Linked DNA regions of Sus scrofa: all the other regions are linked to region 3. A link is a contact called in public Hi-C and HiChIP or PLAC-seq data. All regions are on one chromosome and are shown on one strand. The core of a region is the stretch at or near the end of the contact, and the rest is flanking DNA. Distances in the headings are between cores, read along the strand shown. Region 1 holds the start of CHID1 (chitinase domain containing 1). Region 2 holds the start of CEND1 (cell cycle exit and neuronal differentiation 1). Region 3 holds the start of TSPAN4 (tetraspanin-4).

Region 1 (3,613 bases), core at 669-3,168, 39 kb before region 3:
ATGAGCTGTGGTGTAGGCCAGCAGTGACAGCTCCGATCGGACCCCTAGTCTGGGAACCTCCATGTGCCATGGGTGCGGCCCTAGAAAAGACAAAAAAAATAAAGAAATTGGGTTTCTTTCTTTCTTTCTTTCTTCTTTTTTTGTCTTTTGTCTTTTTAGGGCCGCACCTGTGGCATGTGGAGGTTCCCAGGCTAGGGGTCCAATCGGAGCTGTCACTGCTGGCCTACACCATAGCCACAGCCAGGCGGGATCCAAGCTAGAAGTCAGTTGTCAATCCACAAGCTACGCCAGCTGGGGGACAACTCCACAGGACCCCCAAACCCTGCCCAGTGGGGGCTCTGAAGAGGGGACTGGCAGTGGGCTCCCGCCCCTCCTTCCTGCCTGCTCTTGAGGCCTGCAGTGCTGGCCCAGACTGAACCCTGAGTGACTCTTTAGCTCCAAAGAGCTCGGCACTCAATGGCATCTTAAGGTGACTAAGTGCCTTACTGAGAACTGTGGCCTTGCTGGGGTCTCCTTGGTAGGCCTAGAATTGCAACCAGCACAGCCTCCTGGGGTCGTCTCCGGAGCTCTGCCTGACCTGGGATCTCCACGCCAAAGATCAGGCCTCAGGCCTGAGCTGGGTGCCAAAAACACAGGATACCCGGTGACACTTGAAAGTGGGTACAAGACAGTCCTCAGCACGCACACCAGGCCCCAGCCCCAAGGAAGATGGGGCAGGGGGTGGGGGTTGTCAGCTGGCAGGAAACATGAGGAGCAGAAAGAAGGAAACCCGAGGACAGAAAAAGAGAGCAAAGTTCCGTTCAGGGAGACGCCTTCTGACCAGCAGAAATGGGGAAACAGCCACGCAGCGGGTCCGGGCTCTGGCTGAGCGGGGCCAGGGTGGGGACGGCTATGCGGTTTTCTGCAGGAAACTGTGCTGGGAACAGCTAGGGATGGGTGGGGAGTCTACCCGCCTGTATCAGGTGTCGAATGCCTTGTGGTTAGAACTGCTGGCCATTGCAGAGGGTCGCTGACTCCCCTGGCTAGGGGCGAAGATGAGGGTGTACTTTTAGCCTTGGAGGCTTCCAGCTTGTGAGATCTGCAGGTGAGAAGAGCCGCCGTTCCTGGTGGCAAGGTCAGAGAGAGCACTAAGTCTAGAAATAAGGGATTTTCGATGTCCAGGGGCCATCCAGAGGGCCTAGAGCACGTGTCCCTGCTCCAGAAAGCAGAGTGCGCACCACTGGCCCCTGGGTGGTGACCAAAGCCAAAGACCCAGAGGCGCTCATCCAGGGAGTGGTGAAGGATGACCGAGGAGGGCTAGGCTGGGGGCGCGGCCACGGGCAGTAGGAGGAAGCCTGGAGAGGCGATTTTCGCATCCAGGAGAGAGCACGGACCTATGGGAGGTCGGTCCGGCACAGTTCCCTTGGCCACCGGCCAATTCCCGCAGAGGCTCTGGAGGCCGCGGCGCTCCATGCTGGTCATCCGCGTGGAGCGGTCATAACGCACGTCGCACCGGGAGCCCAAGATTCAACGGAGCGCGTGCCGGGGAGGCAAGGGGGCCGCGAGCTCAACGGAACCGAGACTCCTGTGCGAGATTTCGAGCGAGGGCGTTGGGTTCCTGGGAGAGCCTGGGGCGCGCAGCAGGCCAGGGTCAGCGCACGCGCCGGACTCTCGGTCTCCCTGAGCCCACCTGCCCGCCCAGCTGACGCGCGGCCCAGCTCCCGGCTCCACCTCTCAGCCAGCTCCTCCCACAGGACCCGCCCCTCGGCCCCGCCCCGCCCCTCGGCCCCGCCCCGCCCCTCACCCTTCCTTCCCCGTATAGGCTCCACCCCTCGACTCGCCCCACCCACCACCAGGCCCCGCCCCCAGCATGCCTAGCGCGGCGGCGGCGCGCAGGCGTCCTGGGTGGGACTTCCGGTGGCGGCCGTGAGCGTCTTCCGGCCACGCGCGAGTTTGTTCCGGTCGGCCTCCGGGACATGAAGGTGAGCCCCGCAGCGGCTGGTGGGGGTGGCGTCCGCGCCCTGCGTGCCGACTCCTGCTTCCTCGCCTCCTACGGTCTCAGTCACCCTCCGCGGAGTGGGCGCGCGGAGTGCACGGAGAGCGGGAGGCCTGGTGCAAGGGAGAACGGCTGTGTGAGCGGCTGTGGACGAGAGTCGGTGTGGGAACTGGTGTATGGGGGGTGTGGACGAGAGGGGTTGTGCGCGGGTGTGCACTGGAGGGGGCGGTAAGACCTGGTGTGCATGAGAGGGGGTATAGGAACCAGTGTGGGGGTGTGGACGAGAGGAGTGTGGGAATGGGTGTTTCCGCAGGTCTGGACCGGAGGTGTGGCTGAGACGGGGTGTGGGCGTGGGCAGGAGGGGCGCAGAGCCAGGGTCGGGGAGGCAGTACGCTGAGCAGCACCTCCTTGGTGTGGCAGAGGTGGCGAGATGCATGTTGGGGTGCACTAGGCTGGCTCCCGCTTTGCCTCTGCCCCAAACCTTGGGGGCTGCACCTTTTCCACGCTGGAGGGTCCACCTAGGCCTGAGCCCCCAGCGGCCAGGCCCGGCGGGTGGGTGCCTGGTAGAGTCCCTGCTTCCTACCCACCGTGGAGCTGGTGCCTCAGCCTCATCTGTGGAGGGAACAAGGACAGCACCTGCAGCCCGAGTGCGGACAGAACTAGTGGTTAATCAAAACCTCAGCTGGAGGGAGTTCCCATTGTGGCTCAGTGGTAATGAACCCCAGCTAGTATCATGAGGTGCGTGTTCGATTCCTGCCTTGCTCAATGGCTTAAGGATCCGGTGTTGCTGGGCTGTGGTGCAGGAACTTCATCCCCTAGCCTGGGACCTTCCACATGCTGCACTTGCAGCCCTAAAACAAAAAAAACACAAACATCTGCCAGAGCTGTGGTCCTGCTCTTACACCACCTTCCCATGCGAGAGCACACGTGACCCTCCCCGGTGCACAAACACAGCTGGCTCCAAACCTTGTGCTCACAGGCACAGTTTGTATGCCTTCTGCTCACGAGGCCGTCGGCTCAGGGGTCCTACCAGCTGTTGGTGTCAGACACCCAGGGCCCATGGGCCAGCCTTTCTCAGATTGCACCTTGCCAAGTGGTGAGATTTGATAGATAAAAACCAGTTTCTTAAAAATGGCATAGGAAACGTGAGAGTGCTTCATCAAGAAGATTTTACCAACGTGGGCTCCGAGGAACGGCTCTGAGAGAGACTGCTGCCCTGGCCATCAGCGTAGTGTCGCCCCTAGTCCTTGCCAGTGCTGGGCCGAAATGCTTGCTTGCTTGCTTTTTTTCCTTCTTTGTCCTTTTTGTTCGTTTGTTTTCTGTCTTTTTAGGGCCGCACCCACAGCTTAGGTAGGATCCCAGGCTAGGGGTCCATTCAGAGCTGTAGCTGCAGGCCTGCACCACAGCCACAGCCACACCAGATCACATCTGCACCGCAGCTGCACCACAGCTCATGGCAACACTGTATCCTTAAGCCACTGAGCGAGGCCAGGGGTGGAACCTGCATCCTCTCAGATGTCAGTCAGGTTCCTTACCGCTGAGCCACGTCCGGAACTCCTGTCGTGGGGTATTTATGTTGGCTTGTCCTCTGTTTTTGATCTGTAACACAGCTCTTTGCATGTTACAGGTAGGTTATTA
Region 2 (3,872 bases), core at 164-2,663, 42 kb after region 3:
CGCTCAGCTGGCCTGGCCCACCAGGGAGGGGGCTCTGGGGAGCTGCTGCCCTCCCACGAGGCCAGGCAGAGAGAGTGTGCGTGTGGGTGTGTACACACAGCCTAGGCTCCCCACTGACCCCGTCCAGGAAGTCATTGCTGCAGCCCGGCCTCTCCTGCTGCACCTTTGGCAGACACCCCCCCCCCAATCCAGGGCTGGGCATGGGGGAGGGCAGTCACGAGGACCAGTATGGAGCCTGAGGGCATTTGCTCTGCTCGCAGGGGCACCAGGAGCTGTCCCTTCAGTCTCCCCAGGGCCCACTCTGCTCTCTGGGCCTCTGCACAAGGCCCCCGACCACACTTAGTAAAACTCTGCCCTCCCAGCCCCCACCCCCCCTTGATGTTGTGAGTCGAGGCAGGCTCCCTGCCCTGCCCCGCCCCCAGCCACGTGATCGTGTTGGTGATTGATGCTGACGTGCTGGTGCTGTGTCCCCCACCCGGGCCCCTCTTCAGTGGCCCCTTCCTGGAGACACTACCTGGGGCTCAGGCCTGGGCCCCCAGTTCACGGTTGTTCCTGGGAGCTGCTCTCCCGCTACATCTGTACCTTGGAAGCTGCCGCTGCTGCTTACAGAATTCTATTTTTTCTTTCGAAGAGTTTTAAGAAGTTGTAACTTTTTGTGTCTGGTCATGTAAGGAGATAAATAAATATTCTACGTAGATGCCTCTAATCTGAGACTTTGTTTGGGGTGAGGAAGGGACAGGCAGCCCCCTCTTCCAGTAACTGGGTGTCCCCCCGCCCCAGGTCGTCTGCCGCCCACGGATCCGCCCTTGGGCCTGGAACGAGTCTTCCGGACTCCCTCGCGATCTGGGCTGGGGGTGTGGGGAAGCCAGGCTCAGCTGCTCACCTTCCTGACCCTGAGCCGCCCTTGGGATCAAAAGTGGTGCTGGAAGGAGTTGCGGTTGTGGTTAGGCGGTTAATGAACCCGGCTAGCATCCGTGAGGACGCGGGTTCGATCCCTGGCCCGGCTCAGTGGGTTGGGGATCTGGCATTGCCGTGAGCTGTGGTGTAGGCTCGGATCCAGCGTTGCTGTGGCTCTGGTGTAGGCCTGTGGCTACATCTCTGATTGGACCCCTAGCCTGGGAACCTCCATATGCTGCGGGAGCGGCCCTAGGAAAGGCAAAAAGACAAAAAAAAAAAAAAAAAAAAAAAAAGGTGGTGCTGGGTTTGGAGGCTGTAGAGGTCCCGGCCAGCCCGGGGCGCTGTGGCGGCCAAGAGCAGGAGGGCGGAGCCAGTGCTCAGGAGGTCTCCGCCCCGCAGTCTGCGTCGGGAGCAGTGCCTTGTGGGAAACTCCTAGTCCTTAACATCCGCAGCCCCTGTCCGCCGCCCTCCGTGGTCCCGCAGAGAGGCAGAGAGGGCGCTGCGCCGAGGTGGGAGCGCCGGGAGCAGCAGCGTAAGGCGGTGGGGAATCCCGGCTCAGGGTCTGGGGCGGGATGGGGGCACTGGGCCCCTGCAGGACGAAGCGGTCCTTCTCTGCTATGAAGGTCACGGGGGTGGGGGGCGGCGCTTTAGGCCCTTGCCCTCTGGGGCACGAAGGTCTGGAGGGGGAGGGGCAGCCGCGTGACGTCAGTATGAGCCCCAAATAACAAAGGTGAGGGAGGTGGAGGGCACACCTGACCTTTGCAAACTTGCTGCTCAGCAGCTGGGTGCCCTTCCAGAACAGCAGGGTGAGGGCAGCTGGGGTCCTCTGGGAAGCGGAATAGCAGCCAAGCGTCTCACTGGGACCCCCCTCATCACGCTGTGACCTTCAGGTGACCTTCATTGCCGTAGTGTCCTTGTCTTAGTTGGGAAAGCCGGGCTGCCGCCTCCCACACAGGCTCCTTCTCCCTGCGGGTGGCGGTGGAAGCGTCTCTACCTCCCTGGGGAGCAGCAGACACAGCTGGGGGCCAGGCCTCCGGGGAAGGAAGACCAGGGCACGGGTCCTCCTGCCGCCCCCCGCCCCCCGCCCCGCCCGAGGATCTGGGCCCGGTTTCAGGGCTGCTGAGGCTGACAGGCATACCCAGCCTGGGCTCACACCAGGGGGTCCCTGCTGCCCCCAGAGGCAGGCACAGCCTCAGCTCCAGAAGGACTCCTGCTCTTACGTGGCAGGGCGAGGCCAGGCTGGGGGGCAGGAGGCACAGGCCTGCTGCTGCTGCACCTGGGCTTTCCCAGCCTCCTGGGCAGACGCCTTGGCTTTGTCACAGCCGGGGCCTGGCAGCCTTGGACCCATTCCTATACCACCAGGGCCTGCAAGCCCAGAACTCTGGGTGCCCACGCTGCCCTGCCCCCCTGGGACCCAGCTCCCTCCTGAGACGTCACCTCTCCCCTGGCTCCCCTGCCCGCAAGCGCGTCTCGGGGCTCATGGGCTCTCCCCCCCATCAGGACCTCCCCGCCCAGGGCCAGTGTGGTGGACGCAGCCACATGTGGGCAAGACCACTTCATAGATGAGGGAAATGAGGCTTCCTGCGGTCGCATCTGCCCCCTGGCCCAAGGCAGGCCCAGAGCCCCTGCCTGTGTGCTTGGAGGGGCTTCTCAGGCGGTGGTCCAGACGGAGGAAGAGGCGGGTCCAGAGAGAGAAGTAGAGTCTCTGCAGGGCCAGGGGCGGGGGGCTGGACAGGAGGGGCCAGGTCTCCACTTAAGCCTCATCGCATCTCCCTCCAGGCCATAGAATGCCCAGGGCCTCGCTGTCCTGAGCGGTCCTGATCCAGACGCCTGCCCGTCCCGCACACGCCTCGCCGCCGCCGCCAGCGTGCCCGCCATGGAGTCCAGAGGGAGGTCGGCCAACAGCCCCAAGGCCGACGCCAAGGCTACCACTGAGGCCAGGGCGCCCCCGGCTGTGGATGGGAAAGTGCCCTCAGCCAAGAAGCAGGAGGCCCAAAAGGCAGAGAAGCAGGAGCCCCCGGCGGCCCCCACCCTGCCACCTGCCAAGAAGACCTCGGCCCTTCTCGACAACCACAGCAACCTGAAGCCGGCGCCCGCAGCCCCCAGTAGCCCAGATGCAGCCCCCGAGCCCAAGGGCCCTGGGGATGGGGCTGAGGAGGCCGAGGCCCCCAGCGGGGGCCCAGGGGGCCGAGGTCCCTGCCCTTTTGAGAACTTGAACCCCTTGCTTGTGGCCGGGGGCATAGCCATGGCGGCTGCAGCCCTGATTCTCGGTGTGGTTTTCCTGGCCCGAAAAAAATGATGGCTGGCGCCCAGGTAGGGCGCAGCAGCTGCTTCGTGTACAGACCTCGGGAACCTTGTGCATGCCAAGTTCACACCCAGCTAGCTACACACGCGTAGTATCTATACTCGTACACACCCACACACACAGAGGGAAAGCGAGGGACAGGCCCCCAGAGCCCTGGAGATCAAGCCCCTGGGTCGGTCCCGGTACCTCCCCCTCCGAACCTCGGGGCAGAAGGAACCCCGGCTCGGAGGTTACTGAGCAGCACGGGCAGAGGCTCAGTCTGGACCAGGAAGGAGTGGACACAAGTGCCAGGCTGTTCCAAGAGGCTCGAGCGTGGGCCTGTGGGCTCCCTCGCAGCAGCGTTCTGACGAGCCCCCAGGGTGGGAGCCCTCAGGGCTGGGCAAGGGTCTGGGACGGGTTCTGACCTGTTCCCAGCCCGCACGGGGACATTAAAGGGATGGCTGTCTCACTCTCCCCATTTCTGCGCCTTGCTTGCAGCTGTGGTGGGGGCGGGGGGGGTGTCCATCTGGTGGGCCTGCTGGCCTCGCTTCCACCCACCTGCCTGGTCGCCTGAGCCCTGGCTGGGTGGACAGACGGCCCAAAGCCCGGTGCCGGGAGGGGCTCCCAAAGTTTCCTTCTGGCGGCCCCTCATTTCCTCCTTGACCCCTTCCCCATCCTGTGGCAATTGCCC
Region 3 (3,486 bases), core at 319-2,818:
CCACGGCCTCTCCTGGGAAATCGGGACGCTGGAGAGAGGCTGCCACCGCCCCCCCAGTCCACACGCAGCTCTCAGAATTCCAGGAATGTCCACTTGGCTCCCTGTCCTCCCTCCCTGGGAGTAAACAACCGCTGGGCGAGAGGCGGCCCCTCCTCCAGGAAGCCTTCTGCCCACACCCGCTCCCACTCCCAGCTCTCGCCAGCTGGCATCCCAGGTCCCCCGTCTCCCTCACCTCCGCAGACGCGGCCGCCTCTGCAGCTGAGCCTGGGTCTGACCCCAGGCCCCTGTGACTCAAGGCAGGATGTGCGTCCAGCCCGCCTGGGAAGGGGTGGGCAGGGAAGTGGCCTCTGCACGTGGCTCTGCACGTGGCAGGGTGGGCGAAGGTGGGGACACAAAGTCCAGGCGGGCAGCAGCTCTGGCCAGCCTCTCCAGCACCCTGGGGACCTCAGTGAAAGCCGGACCGTTAGCTGATGCCTGGGGCCAGCTTGGCCCCACCCACCCCAACAAGCGCTGGTGCTGAGAGCCCGCAGGGCTCCCTAAGTCACAAGCGCCACTGTGCACACATCCGCCCTCCTCCTTGGCCCAAAGCTCACCTCCTCCAGGGAGGCTTCCCTACTTCTCACTGTACACGGCCCTTCCCCCCAGGCCCCAGCCTCAGAATTATGAGACTAACCCCACCTCATTCCCAGAGATACAGCCTCCCTCCCTTTCAGTCTGTCGGGGCTCCTGAGCCGTCACTTCCAGCTCCCACATGGCATCTACTCTGGCCCAAGAGCAAAAGCGTTCCCATGGGTTCCGCCTCCAGACCTCTGCCTAAGGATTCCCAGTGCTGGACGGTCCTGCTCCCTCACACACACTCGGGATGGCTCTTCAAGGTTCAGCTCAAAAGACACTGCACCCACGACGACCCCCTGACCACCCTCCCCGCCCGCACAGGTCCGACGTTCCCAGATCACAGGCAACCGACCCAACACAGCCTGGCCTGCGACGCGTGCAGCTAGCCCCTTCCCGCACCCTCTCTCAGCCCTTTGCCCAGGAAGAAGGGAGGAGGGACAGGGGCGAGACGGATCGAAGCAGCGCCAGGGGTTGGAGCCGCCAGTCTGGTCGCTTCCACCGCACCCTCCCGCCGTCAAGGATACGGGCAACTACCGGGCCGGGATCATTAGTGGGCGATCGGGCCGGGCGGCGACCCCGGGGGGCCCACAGACTCAGCGCAGAGACCCCTGGGGGTCCGCGGGCAGGGGCGACTTCCTTTCCTGTCGCCCAGCACGCACTGGCCGCAGGTCAGCCGCTCTCCGCGCCTGCGGGGGTCGCCGCGCCCCCCCGCCCGAAGCGCAACTTGTTGCTGCGAATCCGCTCGGGCTCCACACTCGGGGCCCGAAACTCGCGCCAGCTCGTGGGCCCGGGTTCGGAGCTGGTCCCGGCTCTGACGCGCGGGCAGCGGGACCCCAGCTGCGTCCCCGCCGAGGGCGCTGTACCTGTGCGCGCCTTCAGCCCGCCGCGCAGCTGTCAGTCATCCGCACACGAGAAAAGCGAACGCCGCCGCCGGGCCCTTCCGGCCCTGCCCGGGCGCCGTAGATCGGGACGTACCAAAGCGGCAGACGGGGGTCTCCATCTGCTACTGCCGCGGCAGTGTGGACCCCGGGAACCCCGATCCGCGCGGAGGAAACTCGCCGCCGCGGGTAGCGGATACTGACGGCACCGGGACGGGCAAGGCCGGTCGGCGAAGGGCGAGCCGGGCGGGGGAGTTTGGGAGGGGACGGTCACCCCCCCATGCTATGGGCGCGCCCGGGGCGGGGCCAGCGCCGCAGGCGGAAGCGCCGTGGGATTTAGGCGCTTGGCCGCTGGCTGCCTCGCTGCCGCCATGATCATCCCTGTTCGCTGTTTCACGTGCGGCAAGATCGTCGGCAACAAGTGGGAGGCCTACCTGGGGCTGCTGCAGGCCGAGTACACCGAGGGGTAAGGCGCCGGGCCGGCGAGGGGGTCTTCCGGCGCGGTCGGGAAGCGCTTCCCGGGCCGCCAGCCCGCGGGGGGGTTGGGGTCGGCGGGTCCCGGCCTGCGGAGCGGGGGCCAGCAGTACTCCCGTCAGAGTCCAGGTGACCCTGGAGGCGTTCAGTACGCGAGTCTCTTCCGGCGCTGTTCTCCGGGTGTGTGCTCAGAAAAGCAGTCCCCGCCACCCCGCAGACCGGGGAGAGGAGGGGAGGGGGGCTGGGCACGAAGCCGCTCGTGTCGGGGGCTTCTAGGCATCCTCGCGAGTCTCGGCGCCTACTCCGCAAATAAGGCCTCGGCCTCCTCTCTCCACTTGCTGTCCGTTGTTAGGCCCACCCCACGTTCTGTAGACTCGTTTGGTTTTTACCAATTACACGGGGCAAGTTTACTAACCGCGTAGCCCTCATCCGCGGGCGGTCGTTGGGGAGTGGGGGTCCTTTTCCTGTGCTGGCCCCTTGGCACTGCAGTTAGCACCATGTCTGAATTTCTGCCCTGACTAGAGTCTGACGTTTGGCTCCTGTGGGGCCGGCGCCGTGCCCTGATCATATTTGAACCTCTGGGCCCTGGGGTGTGCCCGCAAGCGAGCCGTAGGCTCTCGGTGCTGGCATGTCGGGAAACAGGGAAGCAATGGATGGGCTGGGTGTTGGCGCCCGGCTCTGAGGAGGCTGCTAGAGCGAGCAGAGTGTGAGTTACCGCCGGCACCTGCACAGGACCCATCCCTGGGAGGTCACGGGCAGGGGCCGCCCAGCCTCGCCTCCCCTTTGCCAAGCTGCCACCTGTGCACACCAGAGGCCTTGAGAGTGATGGGCCGTGTCTCCTCGACTCTGGGAGCAGGGCCGAGGAACGACCCTGCAGCCGCTGAGCTGCGTCTGCTCCAGCCCGGGCCAGGCCCTATCAGCTTTCTCCTGGCCTGCAGGGATGCCCTGGACGCGCTGGGCCTGAAGCGCTACTGCTGCCGCCGCATGCTGCTGGCCCACGTGGACCTGATCGAGAAGCTGCTCAACTACGCGCCCCTGGAGAAGTGACATGCAGCCGACACGCAGCGGTTGGCCCAGAGACCCTCCGGAGGTGTGGGGAGCTGGAGGCCTGCCTGCCCACAGCCCTGTGCACACGTCTCCCTCTCTGGACAGAACCATCCAATAAAAGCTTTTGAAGACCCAAGGAGGTCTTAAGAGTCGGCCTGGCTCTGTGGGACGCCCTGCCCCTCCCATCCCCCCCGTCCCGGTGTCCTGCCTGGCGGGCGAGGCCACTTTGGGGTGAACTCGGCCCTCGCTGCTCCGGAGGAGGCAGAGCCGGCCACATGGTAGTGCTCCGCCAGGGGCTCACTCCTGCCCCCAGAAGGCACAGAGGTGCCAGTGCTCCCCCCCCCCCCCCCCCCGTGGCAGTCCTCACGTCCACTCCCCCAGGACCTGAAGAGCCAGACTTTCTGATCCTGAACAGAGCCCCTAGGGTTACAGCTGCCACCCTGAGAGCACTGCTTCCAGGCACCACCCAAGC

The links. A called contact is a pair of places that touch in the nucleus more often than the background predicts. HiChIP or PLAC-seq counts read pairs in DNA pulled down with a chosen protein or histone mark.
Region 1: a contact with region 3 is called in an H3K27ac HiChIP or PLAC-seq map of alveolar macrophages. The contact joins the promoter of CHID1 here to the promoter of TSPAN4 in region 3. A contact is called at or near these places in 4 of 47 Hi-C or Micro-C datasets (liver, mesenteric adipose tissue, retroperitoneal adipose tissue and 1 more) and 2 of 2 datasets of contacts at active chromatin or transcription factors (alveolar macrophages and skeletal muscle).
Region 2: a Hi-C map of liver shows a contact between it and region 3, with 9 times the contacts expected there. The contact joins the promoter of CEND1 here to the promoter of TSPAN4 in region 3. A contact is called at or near these places in 1 of 47 Hi-C or Micro-C datasets (liver) and 2 of 2 datasets of contacts at active chromatin or transcription factors (alveolar macrophages and skeletal muscle).

What each region holds. Positions count from the first base shown.
Region 1 is chr2:569,098-572,710 of Sscrofa11.1, reverse strand. CHID1 (chitinase domain containing 1) reads left to right here and starts at 1,918. Exons shown (of 13, transcript NM_001243810.1): 1 at 1,918-1,961.
Region 2 is chr2:488,122-491,993 of Sscrofa11.1, reverse strand. It overlaps CEND1 (cell cycle exit and neuronal differentiation 1), which reads left to right and starts at 1,413. Exons shown (of 2, transcript NM_213866.1): 1 at 1,413-1,429; 2 at 2,677-3,872. The coding sequence starts at 2,774. The coding sequence ends at 3,196. SLC25A22 (mitochondrial glutamate carrier 1) reads left to right here. Exons shown (of 10, transcript XM_003122398.5): 10 at 1-706.
Region 3 is chr2:530,281-533,766 of Sscrofa11.1, reverse strand. TSPAN4 (tetraspanin-4) reads right to left here and starts at 1,568. Exons shown (of 9, transcript XM_003122396.5): 1 at 1,479-1,568. POLR2L (DNA-directed RNA polymerases I, II, and III subunit RPABC5) reads left to right here. Exons shown (of 2, transcript XM_003122384.5): 1 at 1-1,959; 2 at 2,906-3,153. The coding sequence starts at 1,865. The coding sequence ends at 3,014. LOC102159969 (lysine-specific demethylase 6B-like) reads left to right here. Exons shown (of 2, transcript XM_013989732.2): 2 at 937-1,578. The coding sequence ends at 1,578.